2 separate regions of the Salmo salar genome follow, and region 1 is linked to region 2. Evidence: chromatin contacts called from public Hi-C data. All regions are on one chromosome and are shown on one strand. The core of a region is the stretch at or near the end of the contact, and the rest is flanking DNA. Distances in the headings are between cores, read along the strand shown. Region 1 holds the start of LOC106569980 (zinc finger protein 665). Region 2 holds the start of LOC106569984 (type-2 ice-structuring protein).

Region 1 (3,910 bases), core at 1,143-3,642, 150 kb before region 2:
TGAACTAGTGTAGCCCACAGCCATTTGGCATAGCCAGATTAAGACCTATCATAAGGCAAACTCAGAGTATGCTATTCTGTTCTTCTGAAATAGACTACATTTTCATCACATCATGCTTCTTTAGACCTGTCTGAAATAAATAATGGATTTATTGTGAAGGTGTAGGCTATATTACATGGATTTATAAGCAAGGAAACTGTGCAGGTGCAAGGTAACTGTGCAGACACAGTTATCTGAGCTATCTGATTGGCCAGCGGTAGGCCTATAAGTGCACTTGATTTGCTCTCTGGGTGTTAATTTATACATAATATTATTCAATAGAATCAATGGTTCAGTAAGTGAAATTACCATTATTCCCAGATCCCTGACTGTAGTCTACCCATCAACTCAAGATGGAACTTTGTATCCATTCACTGATTGTTATAATATACTGCAAAATTCACCTGAGCTGAGCGCCGTAGACTGGTCTTTCCTGGCTGTCTGACCCTGCTGGGACAGCTGTCCCCATCTTATCCTGTTAAAAAACTTATTCGGGATCAGTGTCCCATCCACGGGACGGTTGAGCTAACGTAGGCTAATGCGATTAACATGAGGTTGTATGTAACAAGAAAATTTCCCAGGACATAGACATATCTGATATTGGCAGAAAGCTTAAATTCTTGTTAATTTAACTGCACTGTCCAATTTACAGTAGCTATTACAGTGAAAGAATACCATGCTATTGTTTGAGGAGAGTGCACAATTTTGTACATGAAAAGATATTAATAAACAAATTAGACACATTTGGGCAGTCTGGACAAAAAGAAATGACAGAAATGCAATGGTTAATTGGATCAGTCTAAAACTTTGCACATCTAGTGCCAAAATCTAAATTGCACCTGGGCTAGAATAATTCATTATGGCCTTTCTGTTGCATTTCAAAGATGATGGTACAAAAAAAATACAAAGAACGGTTGGTTTTTTCTTTGTATTATCTTTTACCAGATCTATTGTGTTATATTCTCCTACATTGCTTTCACATTTCCACAAACATCAAAGTGTCTCCTTTCAAATGGTACCAATAATATGTATGTCCTTGCTTCGGGGCCTGAGCTACAGGCAGTTAGATTTGGGTATGTCATTTTAGGCAAAAAACTGAAAAAAGGGGCAGATCCTTAAGCGGTTTTAAGACATGATGAGCATAGTGTTGTGTACTGACTGTGCACCATAACAGTGAAGCCTGTAGTGCTGTTTATACCGTGTCAATTAGTTGGGAATTAGATAGGGAAACTGACAGACCAATAAAGTTACATTGCTATACAGACTGATTGTGGCTGAAATAACATCTAATACTAGCCAACTTTTGGTAACTCCAATGGTACATCAACTGGCGAAAACAAGCCAAGTTAATTTACTTCTGTTGAAACAGGACAAAATAAAGGCTACAAAACATTTCCATACAGACAACAGATGTCAGATACTGCTACCCGACAGATAGCCAGAGGCTAGAGCTGAACTGGCTGTGGTAGTTAGCTAATTCATTCACCTCAGACAGAACTTAATTCGAGAAGGGACGAAACATTAGCTAACGTTACACGTCAGTTGCACTACTAGCTCAGCACGGGAATAAATACTTTAAAAAAAAATTAAGTCAAAAAGCAGTTACCTTGCCAGCTACATCAGTCAAATAAAGAGTAGCCTGTTTCTGCTCTGCTTACTTTTACAACTCAGAGAAAAAGCATAACACACAGACAATAGCTGCCTCTGTTCGCACGCTCTGTGGTGTCCTTGCGGTCCTAAATCCAGCTGGCTTAAACATTGGCTCAGTTGGTAGAGCATGGTGTTTGCAACGCCTGCATCGTGTGTGCAACGCCAGGGTTGTGGGTTTGATTCCCACGGGGGGCCAGTACAAATAAATATATATATATATATATATACACAAAAAAAAAAAATGCATGAAATGTATGCACTCACTACTGTAAGTCGCTCTGGATAAGAGCGTCTGCTAAATGACTAAAATGAAAACTGTTAAACCACCAAGCAGCCTACGAGACCGCTCTGAGCCGTCAGCATTGTCCTAAACTAATGTACAAAACTGAAAGTAAAAGATGCAAAAACGAAATGAAGGCGAAGCAAAGAAATTACGTACACAGAACAGATATACCACTTCTTAGACTTGCTTTCAACGAGAATAACATATCTATGACACATTTCTATGTGCATTTGGTCGGGTCCCCAAAAAGTTAAATATTGCAGATTTATTATAAAACAGCACCAGTGTTACAATGTACTGTACCTACTCTTCAAATGCTACCACACTAGCCAGCCAGTGCCACTTGTTTGCTCATTTGTAGCGCAAGTAGAAAATTCTCCAAAGACGTTAAGTGATTGGTGAATATTCCGCGCCAAAGTAACCAATCGAGTAGCGTTTTACTAGGTGGTCGTCGTCGACTGTTTTGACAAACATTTTGGTAGCGTCGATTTGCAGTTGGTATTAATACATTTATGTCGTTTTATGAAAGGCCGTTTACTTTTGAGCTTATTCGAGAAGCAGACTATCATTTTTTATTCAAGCAACCAAGCCTTCGTGAGAGGGAAATGTATTCTGAAAGAGGGAGTATATAGACGATCGACCTACAGAGGAGCGGCCATTGTACCATAGAAAGCACGCGCAATAGTGTTTGTCAGCTCGATGGGATAGCAGCCAACTCCACTTGTCTGGCTTGCAGGTACAGTTAGCCCACTTTGATACAAGAACCCAAATAATGCGGCTACTAACAACACCTGAAAATGCTTTAGGACCATTTAAATATTGTAAATATGTATGCATAAAGAATAATGCTTGACAAGACAAAAACAATATAAATGTATGTCACTTGCGTCAATATCTCAAACAAGATCGGGGTAACCATCTGCACAAAATAATATTTGAACATGAATATCTACCTACACTTAGGCCTGCAACTATTTCTTTACGCACTCGTCTTTCCACAAGTTGTGAGGTTGTATATAGCACCATAGGGGGCGACATTGCATAAGGTTTAAATCATAGACTGTAAAAAAAGATATATGCATCAATATTTAACTGAAATCCCAATACTATATTGAAGAGTACCACTTGTTAGGCATGGATGGATATCACAGTGAATTTATTTCTCAGAAGTTTATCAAAGGTTAAGCCACTGATTTTGCAAAATACTTTATGTACAATAGAATGTGGTGAAGTGTTTAGGCCTGTAATATAGAATGGTTTATTGGTTCATTGCATCTAGTTGATTACTTCGTTATAGCTAGGGGCTGAATTGCCATATACAGTGCATTCGGAAAGTATTCAGACCCCATGACTTTTCCCACATTTTGTTACGTTACAGCCTTATTCTAAAATGGATTACGTTGTTTTTCTCAATCTACACACAATACCCCATAATGACAAAGCAAAAATAGGTTTAGAAATGTTTGCAAATGTATAAAAAAAAGCAACTAAAATATCACATTTACATAAGTATTCAGACCCTTTACTCAGTGCTTTGTTGAAGCACCATTGGCAGTGATTACAGCCTCGAGTCTTCTTGGGTATGATGCTGCAAGCTTGGCACACCTGTATTTGGGGAGTTTCTCCCATTCTGCAGATCCTCTCAAGCTTTGTCAGGTTGGATGGGGAGTGTTGCTGCGCAGCTATTTTCAGGTCTCTCCCGAGATGTTCGATCGGGTTCAAGTCCAGGCTCTTTCTGGGCCATTCAAGAACAGTCAGAGACTTGTCCCGAAGCCACTCCTGCATTGTCTTGGTTGTGTGCTTAGGGTTGTTATCCTGTTGGAAGGTGAACCTTCACCCCAGTCTGAGCTCCTGAGGGTTATAGAGAAGGTTTGCATCAAGGATCTCTCTGTACTTTGCTCCGTTCATCTTTCCCTCGATCCTGACTAGTCTTCCAGT
Region 2 (3,860 bases), core at 505-3,004:
GTCTGACTCAATGTGACAAAGGAGCCTAGTAAGCCTTCACAATGTGAATTAAAGGTACACGAGCACACACAAAAGTGCGCATGCGCAGCACGCACACGAAGGGAACCTAAGGACATGGAATTTATGTCATCAATCCCCACCGGTCATTAGTAGGTGATAGGATGTTGTGATGTGGGTCAGTGAGATGCTTTATGTGAGCTAAACATTCATTATTACCACCCTTCCCTGTAGTCGGTTGGCTAATATCTACGGTGATTCTTGAGACAGGATGTGCCGGAACGTAACCGTCCAACGTCACACTAGTAGGAAAACACAGCAGTCTGATGAAGGTCATTTGAGCAGCACTGCTCTGAAAATCGTATTGCGCTGTCTCTTAATCATCATGGTTAAACACTGTGTTCCCTTGATGACCTAACTGTTAGTGACAATGACATTAGCATATCACTCACTGGATTTCACAATAAGGCGCTAGAGTTCATGTTGCGTTATGGATTAATAACACAATGAAAACAGGAATGTTTTAAGTGGAAAATCATCAGATGACCCATTCATGATTTATCAATGTAGTTTTTGTATGCAACTCCTATATCCACACTAGTCAGTCATCCAAAAGTCAATACGGCTTAACTGTACTCACCTTTCCGTTCACATACAGTAAGTTCAGCAGCAGTACTGGCAGTAGAATGTTTATAGCCTACTGTACAGTACACACTATACATGAAAGCATTTTAAAGGCTTGTGGGGCACTCTAGTGGCTGATCAAAGGAAAATAACCTCAGAAATGTATAGCAGAGACAGAAGACGAAGTGAGACATTCCACTCCTTCATTTTTTCTGGTTCATATAAAGACAATGAATGAAGCAGACCAGACCCAGCTGCTAATGCATCGGTGCCTATGGGAGAGCCACGCTGTTAAGCAGACCAGAATGTACCTTTTTAAAAAATGATAAACGGCCTGTGGGATATCTTTATTTATCCATCAGCTTTTTGTATAGTCGCCTACATGCAACCATTTTAAAGCATTTTGAAGGCTAGTAATTAAATCTAATGGCCTAACATAATCTACATTGATTGCACTGTATCTAAATGATTAAATACCCCACAAAACATGTAATAAAAAAAACACAACATGAAACATGCATATGTTAATACTATATTCTGCTTATAAATAGTTAATTAATGGCATTTTAATTAGAAAATTAGCTTATTACAAGTTGTTCAATTCAGATAGTTAGCCCAAACCCATAAAATAATTTCCAGACGTTTCCGCAGTGGTCTAAGCCTCTGCATCTCAGTGCTAGAGGCATCATTGCAGACCCTGGTTTGAATCCAGGCTGCATCATATCTGGCCGTGATAGGGAGTCCCATAGGGCTGCACACAATTGTCCGGGTTTGGCCGGGGTAGGCCGTCATTTTAAATAAGAATGTGTTCTTAACTTACTTGCCTAGTTAAATAAAGGTTATTAAATGGACCCATTTTTTATATTTTGTTAAAAAAATATTCTCTGAATGGGAAGTGACACATACAGTCGCAAAAACTGCCTATGCATGCCAATGCTAAAGTTCAATATTGGTCCAACAAATTGGCACAGGCCCTACCCACTGGGCAAACAAGACTAGCTCAATGAAATGACGTTGAATCAACGTGCAGCAGACATTGAATTGACGCCTATGCCTAGTGAGTAGCCTCATCACTCCGTGGTCTCCCCGAGCAAAAAGGCTAGCCCAGGCCCTGGCAATGTTGAACAGACACAGAGTTTAATCAGAAACGTCATTTTTCTTCTTGTCCAACGTCCAAGTATAAAGGCTACATTCCAAAACAGTCAACCCTCCTCTTGCTGAATTATTTTGACCTCACTTCACATGAGTTGGGGTAGAATCACAATAGTCTAGTTCTAGCTGCTGAATCAGTTTCTTATTGACGAGGATCAAAGCGGTCCAGTGCGAGAGGCGCGATGGTTGATATAGGATCAACAGCATGCGAGGGGATGTATTCAAAACTAATCGACAACTACAGGCAATATTTTGAAGACGCAGAGGTGCGCGGTCCAAAAGCGCACACTGGTAAGAAGACAAAAGACGTGTTTCCTATAAAAAGTCATGTATTTATGGAAATTATACAAATGATCTAAAATGTTTCAGTAATGAAAGCAGACAGGGATTGGAAATCAAACTGGTCTCAGAGCATTTCGTATTATTCTGTATGTAAATCCCAAACACCACATTTAGTATGATATGTTACGTTACGTATGTTTTGTATTAATTTGTGGATGTCCATCATCCATTTTGTATATGTTACGAATTACAATTCGTACTATATATATTACGAATTTGCAAAACCTATTGAAATGTATGGCATTTGGGACAAGAACACACTTCAAATCTAGGTGACCACCATTTGACAAAAACAATATTTGCATAATTTCCGGCAAAGAGAGCCTAATGACTGATTTACATGGTCAAGTTTGGGATATACTGGTTGAATCAACATTCTATCCACGTCATTTCAACAACAAAAAAAATCTATGTGAGGACGTTTAATCAACATAGAAAACTGATTTGGATTTGGAAAAAGTAATCAAAGGGAATTTTAACCTAAATCCAAAGACATGGTGACATTTTTGCTGATTTCATGTTGAATTCAAGAAAGTTCACAACTCAACCAAATGTAAATCAAAACTAGATGTTGAACTGACATCTGTGCCCAATGGGTTTGGTTATGCAGTGTTCACTCAGGCATGACGTGTATTGCATTCAAAATACAGTTCTCTCAGGGTTTCCATATCTGTCTTTCATCATTACCTTCCTCAATAGAATAGACACTGCTTCTAATTTGTATTCAATATGCTTCCTCCCACATATCTGACAACATAGCTAATTGTATAATACTACAGAACTGTCACAAGTTCTGAAGAACAATAGTTCTTTATTAAGGAATGTCATTAGTTAAATAAAATCTTGCATCTAATGTGAAAAAATATATTTGCATGCTGTGACCTTATGTCTGACTCCTAATACTGTAAAGTGAAAACATTGTCAATTTCAAAATGTGTCAATCTGTTCCTCTGGGACAGAGCTGGCAACAAGCAACACCCCTTCCCATACAGCCCATGTAGTTTTCCTGAATGCTCCTACTACTCTGTGGTGCAGTCAGGACAGACGTGCCCATACATGCTCATGACATTTAACAGCCAAATAAATGCTCTTTGTGTAATGATTACACAGCATATGCATGGACATGTTTAATTTCCTGACCTAGAATATCAACAACCATAATCCTGCCCTACAAACATTATGGGAAGTAGGATTCAACAGTAGGTATTTTGTGAATCATCGGGAGCAAGAGGTGGCCTACTGACAATACATGGTTGTTTTTAAGAGCAGTCACGTGATTATTCTTCTTTACATTACTTTTGTTCCCCTTTTAACGGTTGGCTCAATCAAATATCGAATCAACATTTATTTATTAAACAATTCTCTAAGTACTGATTGACAGGGTATAAACAGTATCCCTAATCATTAGTAGCCATTAGCCTGTTTCCTTCTCAAAAACCCACAATAACAATTGTGTATTGCAATAATTTCATTAAGGCTTATATTTAAATGATTCCGAAATTGTTTTCTTATTTGAATTCTTTTTTCTTTGTGTATACCACATAAAACATGTAAATACTGAAAGATAATTTAATCAAACCTCTTTTTCAATTATACTTACTAGTTTTTGATTTCATATTTATCTTCCATACTTTTTATAATGATTCATGAAATCTATCAATTTTCTACCAAACACACAAATATGGGTTTTTGTCTGCAGGATTAAATGTTGTTGACATTCTGAAAATATTTCAGTGTAGGCATGT

The links. Hi-C and Micro-C count contacts between places; a contact is called where the count stands out from the background.
Region 1: a contact with region 2 is called in a Hi-C map of gill, with 4 times the contacts expected there. The contact joins the promoter of LOC106569980 here to the promoter of LOC106569984 in region 2. A contact is called at or near these places in 2 of 3 Hi-C or Micro-C datasets (gill and muscle).

Annotation. Positions count from the first base shown.
Region 1 is chrssa14:63,833,349-63,837,258 of Ssal_v3.1, reverse strand. LOC106569980 (zinc finger protein 665) reads left to right here and starts at 2,392. Exons shown (of 8, transcript XM_045694659.1): 1 at 2,392-2,708.
Region 2 is chrssa14:63,686,037-63,689,896 of Ssal_v3.1, reverse strand. LOC106569984 (type-2 ice-structuring protein) reads left to right here and starts at 1,754. Exons shown (of 4, transcript XM_014141795.2): 1 at 1,754-2,064.